Linked DNA regions of Mus musculus: region 1 is linked to region 2. The links are chromatin contacts, called in public HiChIP or PLAC-seq maps. All regions are on one chromosome and are shown on one strand. The core of a region is the stretch at or near the end of the contact, and the rest is flanking DNA. Distances in the headings are between cores, read along the strand shown.

Region 1 (3,828 bases), core at 679-3,178, 82 kb before region 2:
ACCTGACTTAATTTAATCTTTTTAATGAAGAATGGGTCCAGGTGTTTAGTAATACTACCATTTCCAAACCTGCTGGGACATCGAGATCAGAATGTCCCAGGGAGTTTCACTGGAAATCCACAGCTGCCTTCTGTGAACTCCATTCTCATCCCCCAGTCAGGGAAGGAAACTGGAATCTCGACACTGAAGGGCGCGTCCACGGTGCCGGTGTACAGACCACTGTGCGAACAGCCATCCACCCTCCCGTTTCTTGCTACAGGGGCAGCTCCTGTTTCCTGATTTCCTGTTACTCACGGGTTATTCACCAGAGCCTTATCAGGGTGTCTGCACAGCACCAAGACCCTGTGCCTTTCTTCCAGACCCGGGGAGGTATGGTGTGGTGTGAATTTCGACACAGCCAAGGCGGTGTTGCTGGGGGTTAGTTGGTTAGTGTGGGTGTTGGCAGCCAGCTGGGGCTCGGGTAGGGAGCCTGTGTGTGGGTGAAACTCAGGAATCCTGTGGCACTACAGTTACAGAAAAAAATTTAAAGGCCCAGCCCAGGCCTTTACGAAGTACAGCTGAGTCTGACAAACCCAGAACCAGCCCCAGCTCTCAGATCTTCTGGGGCGAGGGGTTGGGAGGGGGCGGGATACAGTTCCCTGTGGGCCCTTCTAAATCAGATAAGACATAATGCAGATGAAACGCGGGTGGGAAACGCACGGTAGACAGCAGATTACAGTCATAAAAAGAGATGACAGATTTCATCGTCACTCATGACCCACCCAAATGTCACGTCCTCTGGGCTCTTTCCCTGGCATTTCCTGCCCCAAGTGGATGTTCTTTCCATTGTACTCCCCGACACTTGAAATCGAACAACAAAAGGAAAAAAAAAATACTACTACTGCTGCCTGAGGTTTCCTGGGTCAGAATATCTAGCTGCTTTCCTGTTTGATCTCCCACCAGTCCAGGGGTCCCAGGGAGTTAAAGGCCCACGGGCTGTTTAGTCACGTGGTCTTCACTTTTCTTTCTTTCTTTTTTTTTTTTTTTTCTTACATACTCAATTAGCTTTCTAATTTCTGTAGCCCTAGAAACAGACCTATACCCGGGCCTCTTGATCCGTAACAAAAGTAGCACTTCAGAAATGAGGGGTTTTGCTTTTGGTTTTCTATGTTTATGATTTTTACAGTGAGTTGGTATGTATCACATGTGTGCAGGTATCCATGGAGACCAGAAAGTATCATATTGTCTGAAACTGGATTTGCTGGCAGTTGTGAGGCACCGTGTGGATGCTGGGAACTGAACCCACCGTTCAAGAACAGTGTGCGTTCTTAAACTCTGAGCCGTGGGTCTGTTAGCCCCGGAAGGGGATTTTCTTAAAGAAGGTCAATGAATCCGATACTCATAGAAAAATAAAATGCACCTGAGCCCTGTTGTTCGCCATTCTCAAACATCAGAGTTAGATTCGATAAAAGGTTACACATGGGGCTGAGGCTGTAGCACCGCTGGTTGAATGCTTGGGTTCCAGACCACCACCGCAGAAAACCAATGTGGTGATGCCTGCCTGTGATCCCACCCATGAGGACTTGACACAGGAGGATCAGGAACTCTGACACTGTCCTTGGCTACAAGCAAGGCCACTTTGAGCCTTTCCTTTGAGGCAGAGGCAGACAGATCTCTGACTTCAGCCTGACAATATGTTGAGTTTCTGGCCAAGCATGGCCACATCTTGAGTCATGAGGATGGGGTAGGTGAGGGAGAGAGAGACAGTTCAGATGGTAAAAGCACCTTTCGCACAAGCCTGCCGATCTGACTTTCCATCCCTGAAACCTCATGGTGGAAGGAGAGAGCTGACTCCTGAATGTTGCCCTCTGACCTCCACACACACCACTGGCATGCTACCCTTTCAGCCTCTCGCTCAGCCTCATCTTTTTTTTTTTTTTTTTTTAAAGACTGTTGCTAGGGCAACAGTTAGTAAAGTGCTCGCCTTGCAAATTCAAAGCCTTGAATTAGATCCCCAAAACCCTTGTAAAAAGCTGGGTGTGACTGCAATCCAGGTGCTGAGAAAGCAGAAAGAGGTGGATTTTTGCTGCTCACAGCCTGGCCCAGTTAGTGAGCTCCAGGCCATCGAGAGAGCCTTTTGGCTTCTGGGATTGTCCTCTGGCCTCCACACATACCTGTATGCACACACACTCACACACACACACACACATTTTGAAATATTTTTATTACTTTTAATTATGTGTATGTAGATATACATCTTGGTGTGGGTATGTCATGTAACCATGGCACCATGGAGATGACCATGGAAGCCAGAGGAGAGGCTGTTTCTGATCCCCAGGGGCTGGAGTTCCAGCCAGATACGAACGTCCCACAGAGGGTGCTAGGATTTGAACTCGGGTTCTCGGCGAAAGCAGCAAGGGCTCTTAAACACTGAGCCATCTCTCCAGCCCCCTATTTATTGTTGTTGGTTGGTTGGTTGGTTGGTGATTTGAAACCAATCCTCTCTCTGTAGACCAGGCTGACCTAGCCTCCAGCTCAGAGATCTCTTGCCTCTCTTTCCAGAGAGCTGGGATTAATGGTATAGGCCTATACAAGCCACCCAGGGTCTCAATACTGAAAGAAGAAAGTGGACAGGATCTGTAAACTATCTGTAATTGACACCCTCTGGTAAGGGGGAAACAGTTTTCTCCAATGGAGCTTTATTTTTTTTTTTTTTTTCCAACCCCCCACCCCCCGGAGCTTTATTTTATATATCAGCCCTCAGAGCAGTCCCAAGCCTTGGAGAAATAAGCCTTGGAGTATTTTTGTGAACTTTTTGTTTCATTTTACTTTGTTTTAGCTTTTTTTTTCTTTTTCTTTCTTTCTTTCTTTCTTTTCTTTTTTTTTTTTTGTCTTATTGGTCTTCCTATTTATTTTGATTTTCATTGTGTGTGTGTGTGTGCGTGTGTGTTCTGTGAGGACTTTTGTTCTTGTTTCTTTGGGTTTTTGTTTGTTTCTGAAAAAGAAAGATAGAGAACAGAAAAATAAAGGCAAGAAGGCAGTAAAGATCTGGGGAGGGATTGAGAGAAGGAAAAAAATGATCAAAACATGTTGTGTGAAAAAAATTTTTAACGAGAAAAGAATTCTAAAAAAGCATATGCTACCACACCTGACCCCATTTACATTTTTATTATCATTTTAATATTTATACTTATTATATTTTTGTGGGTCTGAGTGTTTTTGCCTGTGTGTATACATGTAAACCATATACATATGTATATATGAGTGGTTTTGCCTGATACTCTTGGAGGTCATTAGAAGATGCTGGATCTGCTGGAATTGAAGTTAGGGATGTTTGAGACCTACTGTGTGGGTGTTCTGGGGTCACTCGGGTGCTCTGCCAGAGCAACAGGAGACAGGTGCTCCTAACCTCTGGGCCATGCTTGTTGTTGTTGTTGTTGTTTTGAGACAGTCCTACTATGTAGTCCAGGCTGAGATCTTGAACTTCTAGTAAGCTTCCTGTCACTACCTGCTAAGCCACAACAAACTTATTTTTAAAAAAAAGAAAGCCGGGCGTGGTGGCGCACGCCTTTAATCCCAGCACTCGGGAGGCAGAGGCAGGCGTATTTCTGAGTTCGAGGCCAGCCTGGTCTACAAAGTGAGCTCCAGGACAGCCAGGGCTATACAGAGAAACCCTGTCTCGAAAAACCAAAAAAAAAAAAAAAAAAAAAAAAAAAAAGAATAAAATATAATACTCAGAAGGCCTGGCAAGACGCCCAACAGTTAAAGAGCACAGACTACTCTTGCAGAGGACTCACTGGGAAGCTGTCGCCACAGCTCCAGGGAAAGCCAACATCCTCTCCTGACCTC
Region 2 (3,804 bases), core at 947-3,446:
TCAATAGTATCCCTGAAGCCAACCATGCATGTTACAGTACTGATCTGCCATTGGTCCAATAGTGGCACAAAAGTTATGGGGGCGCTCAACTATATTTGGCTTGGATCTGAGGCCTGCTGTACAGGGAAGAATTCAGATCTGGCGCTGTAAAGCTGGTCAGAAGCCCATGGCTTAGGGACCACAGGCCTAGAGAAGAATCTACACTGTTGTTTTATTAGATGACATAATGCTGATCTGTCCTCTAAGTATTTATACTTATCTCCACAGATATAATCTAGGCCAGAGAAGTTGCTCCTCTCAGTGGTGGTGAGTTGGTTAGATGATTAGCAGTCAATGCAGACTCCTAACTGAGATTAGTGTCTATTGAGGGAGGGCTCAGCCCTGAGAGTTATCACCCATGTCCCCAAGGCACAAGAAAAAAACTGGAAGAGGGGAGGAAAGAGCCAGAGGCTGGAGGGGTGCTGTGAAATGCAGCTTACCTGCACCAGATGAGCTCACTAAGACCAATCAAAATTTAAGAAGCACTAACTGGGCACAGCGGGTTACTGAGAGGGGGGGCACAGGAGTAGGGGGTGGAGCTGGAAGTACACAAGACCCAGACTCATGGTTGACATGTATGAAACGTCAAAGAATAAAGGAAATCCCAGGAAAAAAGAAATCCGCTTCCTACCGGAGTCTGACAGCCTGAATTGAACATCCAGAAGAGAACCGATGCGTGCATGTTATCCTCGGACCTCCCCACACGGGCAGGTCATGGGAATGCGTGTGCGGGCACTGTCATACCCAGACAACACATGCACACCATACATACATATGCACGCAAACACAACAACGTACAATGCCACAGAGTATGCTACATGGGACAGTAGGGCTGAGGAGCAGTGGTTAAAGGCGTAGAGTTTCTTTGGTGATGATTCAAACCTCTAAAAGCCCTGGATGGTACAGTTTAAATATGTGACCGTTATAGCATGAGTGCTAGCTCTTCATAAAACTGTTTCCTAAAAGTTGGATAATATTCTTGGTTCACATGTAGTGCTAACTCTGGCCAGGCAGGTGGGATCAGGCCGAAGTTGGTTTAACCCTAAGAACAAACAGAACAGTTTCTGCAGTGAATGGTGGGTTCTAGTTCTGAATTCCATCTAATTTCAAGCCTAGAACAGAAATTTACTCCTGTATTTCTACTTGGAGCAGCCACCACCACCACCAGATATGCAAATATCACTCACTCTTTGATGCTCTGGCTAAAGTCCCTTCCTTCATAAAGTCTTACTTGGTTCCACCCAAACGCTTACTTTATTAGCAAAGGCTTACCGAGTACATGATATGCTGAACCTATGTTATAATTGCTTTCCCTGAATTATTGTCTCAAGTCGTCTGACAACCACCCTACAAGGGCACTGCCTATTTTAGTGATGAGGAAATCCAACATTCCAACATCCAAAACCTAGACACACTGGTGAGTGGCAGGGCTGGGATTTAAACACAAGCCTGAGGCCTGACAGTGTTTATGCTTTCTGACAGCTCTAGAACGAGCCCTTCCTTCATCCGGGCGGCGCCACCCCAGCATCACCCTGCAGGACGTAGGGAATGAATGAAGGGTGGCTGGCCGAGAAACCCGGGGCTCGTTGGAAGCAGCTCAGGGGGCTGCCAGGGCGCCTGGCAGGAGCGGGTGAACGCCGCTCCCGGAGCGACCTGCGGGACCCGGGCGCGCTCAGGGGGAGGCGGCGCCGCTGCAAGGCGGCAGTTCAGCCCCGGCTGCGCGTCCTGGGCTCCGGCCCGCCGGTTCGGCTTGGGCCGGGGCTCAGTGGAGACGTCCTTCGGGCTCCGAGCGCGGGAGAGGCTGCAGCGCGGGTGGGACGAGGCAGCCTGACAGGGACCGCCAGGCCGGGCTCCGAGGAGGCCACCGCCCGTCCGCTCCGCGGCCCGCAGGCCCTGCCGCCTTGGGCCTCCGCGGGCGCGCCGCACCCAAGTACCTGGAGGGTTGACGTTGTCATTTCATATCCTGGGTCCGCCCCACACCCCGCGGTGCTGCTTGCGGCCTCGGTCCGGCTCGGAGGAGCCGAGGTGGTGGGTCCGCCGCTTAGGAGCCCGGCAGGTCGGCTCTCGGCGCGGGCAGAGCTGCCACTAGCAGTGGGAGCCGAGTCCGAGGGTGAACGAGGAGCGCGGCCCAGAGCGGCCCAGCCCGAGTCACGCGGCTGCCGCCCTGTGGCCATGGCCTGCAACTGCAGACACCGCTCCTCTAAGAGGGGCGGGGCCTGCCGGGGGCGGGGTCTGGTGGGATACCGGTAAAGGGCCAGCCCGAAGGCCGGTAAAACCGGAGTGAGGGGCGGAGCCGCCGAGTGAGGGGTGGGGCCGACGGGGGCGGGGCCTGGTAGATCCGGGAGAGGAGCGGGGCTGGACGTGGACAAAGATGGGGAGTTCTGGGCGGAGTTGGGAGCCCAGGTGGGCGGGGCCGACCAAGGGCGTGCCTTGTGAGAGAGTGAGGGGCGGGGCGGAGGGAACAAGTAGAATCTGTACCCCACTTGAGTAAACCTAACCATAAAAAGTAAACTCCCTGGAGCTGTGTTTTCCCGCTATTTAATAGGTTATGTTAATTAGTATTTACCTTGCCTGTCTTAGGGGACAATGAATGAACTAATGTATACATAGTGAATGTCACACTGTGGGTTCAATCCCAGGTAACTGTTATGAGAGAATGATTCTAAAGCCTGTTTTGTGATGGTTTTTATTTTTATTTTTTTTTCAAGACAGGGTTTCACTGTGTTGCCTTGGCTGTCTTGGAACTCAGGCTGTCGACCAGGCGTAACCTCGAACAGAGATCCACCTGCCTCTGCCGTCTGAGTTCTGAGATTAAAGGCTTGTACCACCACCAAGTTTGTGCTAGTTTTTAACTGTTAACTTTTCTGGGCCAGCGAGATGGCTCAGCAGGTAAAAGCACTTGTGCACAAGACAAATGAGCTAATATCCCCAGTTCCTGCTGGGTGGAAGAAGAGAGCAGACTTCTTATAGTTGTCCTCTGATTGCCACACTCCTGCCCACCCAAACTCTCAGAGATCTGCCTGCCTTTGCTGGGATTAAAGTTTTGGGTTGCCATGCCCAGATACTTCTTTTTTTCAGGCAGGGTCTCTCTCTCTGTGTCAGGTGCAAAGGAAACTGCATTTCCTGAGATTCTGGAGCTGCTTCCCCTTTATCAAAGGAGCCACGTCATTTCCCTTACCACTGGCAGAAGGAACATGGCTGTCTGAGGTGCCTGTCAGCATAGGGAAGCGCACACTAGCCTCCAGGTCTGTGGGCTAATGTGCGCTTTGCTCCCTCCCCTAAACGTCACTCATGGGCTTCCCTTCCCCAGCTACTCATTTCTCCTCATAACCCTGCGATTTCAGCTCTGTGCCCTCTTGGTCTTGTCTTGTCTCTCCCTCTCTGCACAGCTCCTGCTCCCCTCACAGTCAGGTCCAGTCAGCTGACCCTATTCAGTCCACTCTGTTCTTTCTCAGCTCTGGGCTCTTCCGGATGCCTCTGACTGTTCCCTCCCTCATAGCTACAATAAAGATCATGGTGGCACATGCTTTTAATAACCTGCGCTCAGGAGCCAGAGGCAAGAGGATCTCTTGTGAGTTTGAGGACAGCCTGAACTATACAGCAAGCTCCAAGACCAACAGGACAGCATAAAGAGACCCCGTTTCAAAAAACCAGTCGGGGCTGGAGAGATGCTGGAGAGATGGCACAGCAGTTAAGAGCACTGGCTGCTCTTCCAGAGGTTCTGAGTTCACAGGAAGAAAAAAATTATGCCAAAAAGAAAAAAAA

The links. HiChIP or PLAC-seq counts read pairs in DNA pulled down with a chosen protein or histone mark.
Region 1: a contact with region 2 is called in an H3K27ac HiChIP or PLAC-seq map of embryonic stem cells, with 7 read pairs. The contact joins the enhancer-like site here to the promoter of Vps4a in region 2. A contact is called at or near these places in 1 of 15 datasets of contacts at CTCF or cohesin (embryonic stem cells), 1 of 484 Hi-C or Micro-C datasets (embryonic stem cells), 1 of 115 datasets of contacts at active chromatin or transcription factors (embryonic stem cells) and 1 of 9 other capture datasets (adipose tissue).

What each region holds. Positions count from the first base shown.
Region 1 is chr8:107,111,476-107,115,303 of GRCm38.p6, reverse strand. No RefSeq gene overlaps it. Among named protein-coding and RNA genes, the nearest start is that of Gm39240, 11 kb to the left of the region's middle. Within about 2 kb of position 1,928, at least 121 of the 459 cell types and tissues checked have an H3K27ac peak or open chromatin away from gene starts, as enhancers often do. A contact at or near this core is called in adipose tissue and embryonic stem cells, where this site is marked.
Region 2 is chr8:107,029,661-107,033,464 of GRCm38.p6, reverse strand. It overlaps Vps4a (vacuolar protein sorting 4A), which reads right to left and starts at 2,196. Exons shown (of 11, transcript NM_126165.2): 1 at 1,974-2,196. The coding sequence starts at 1,994.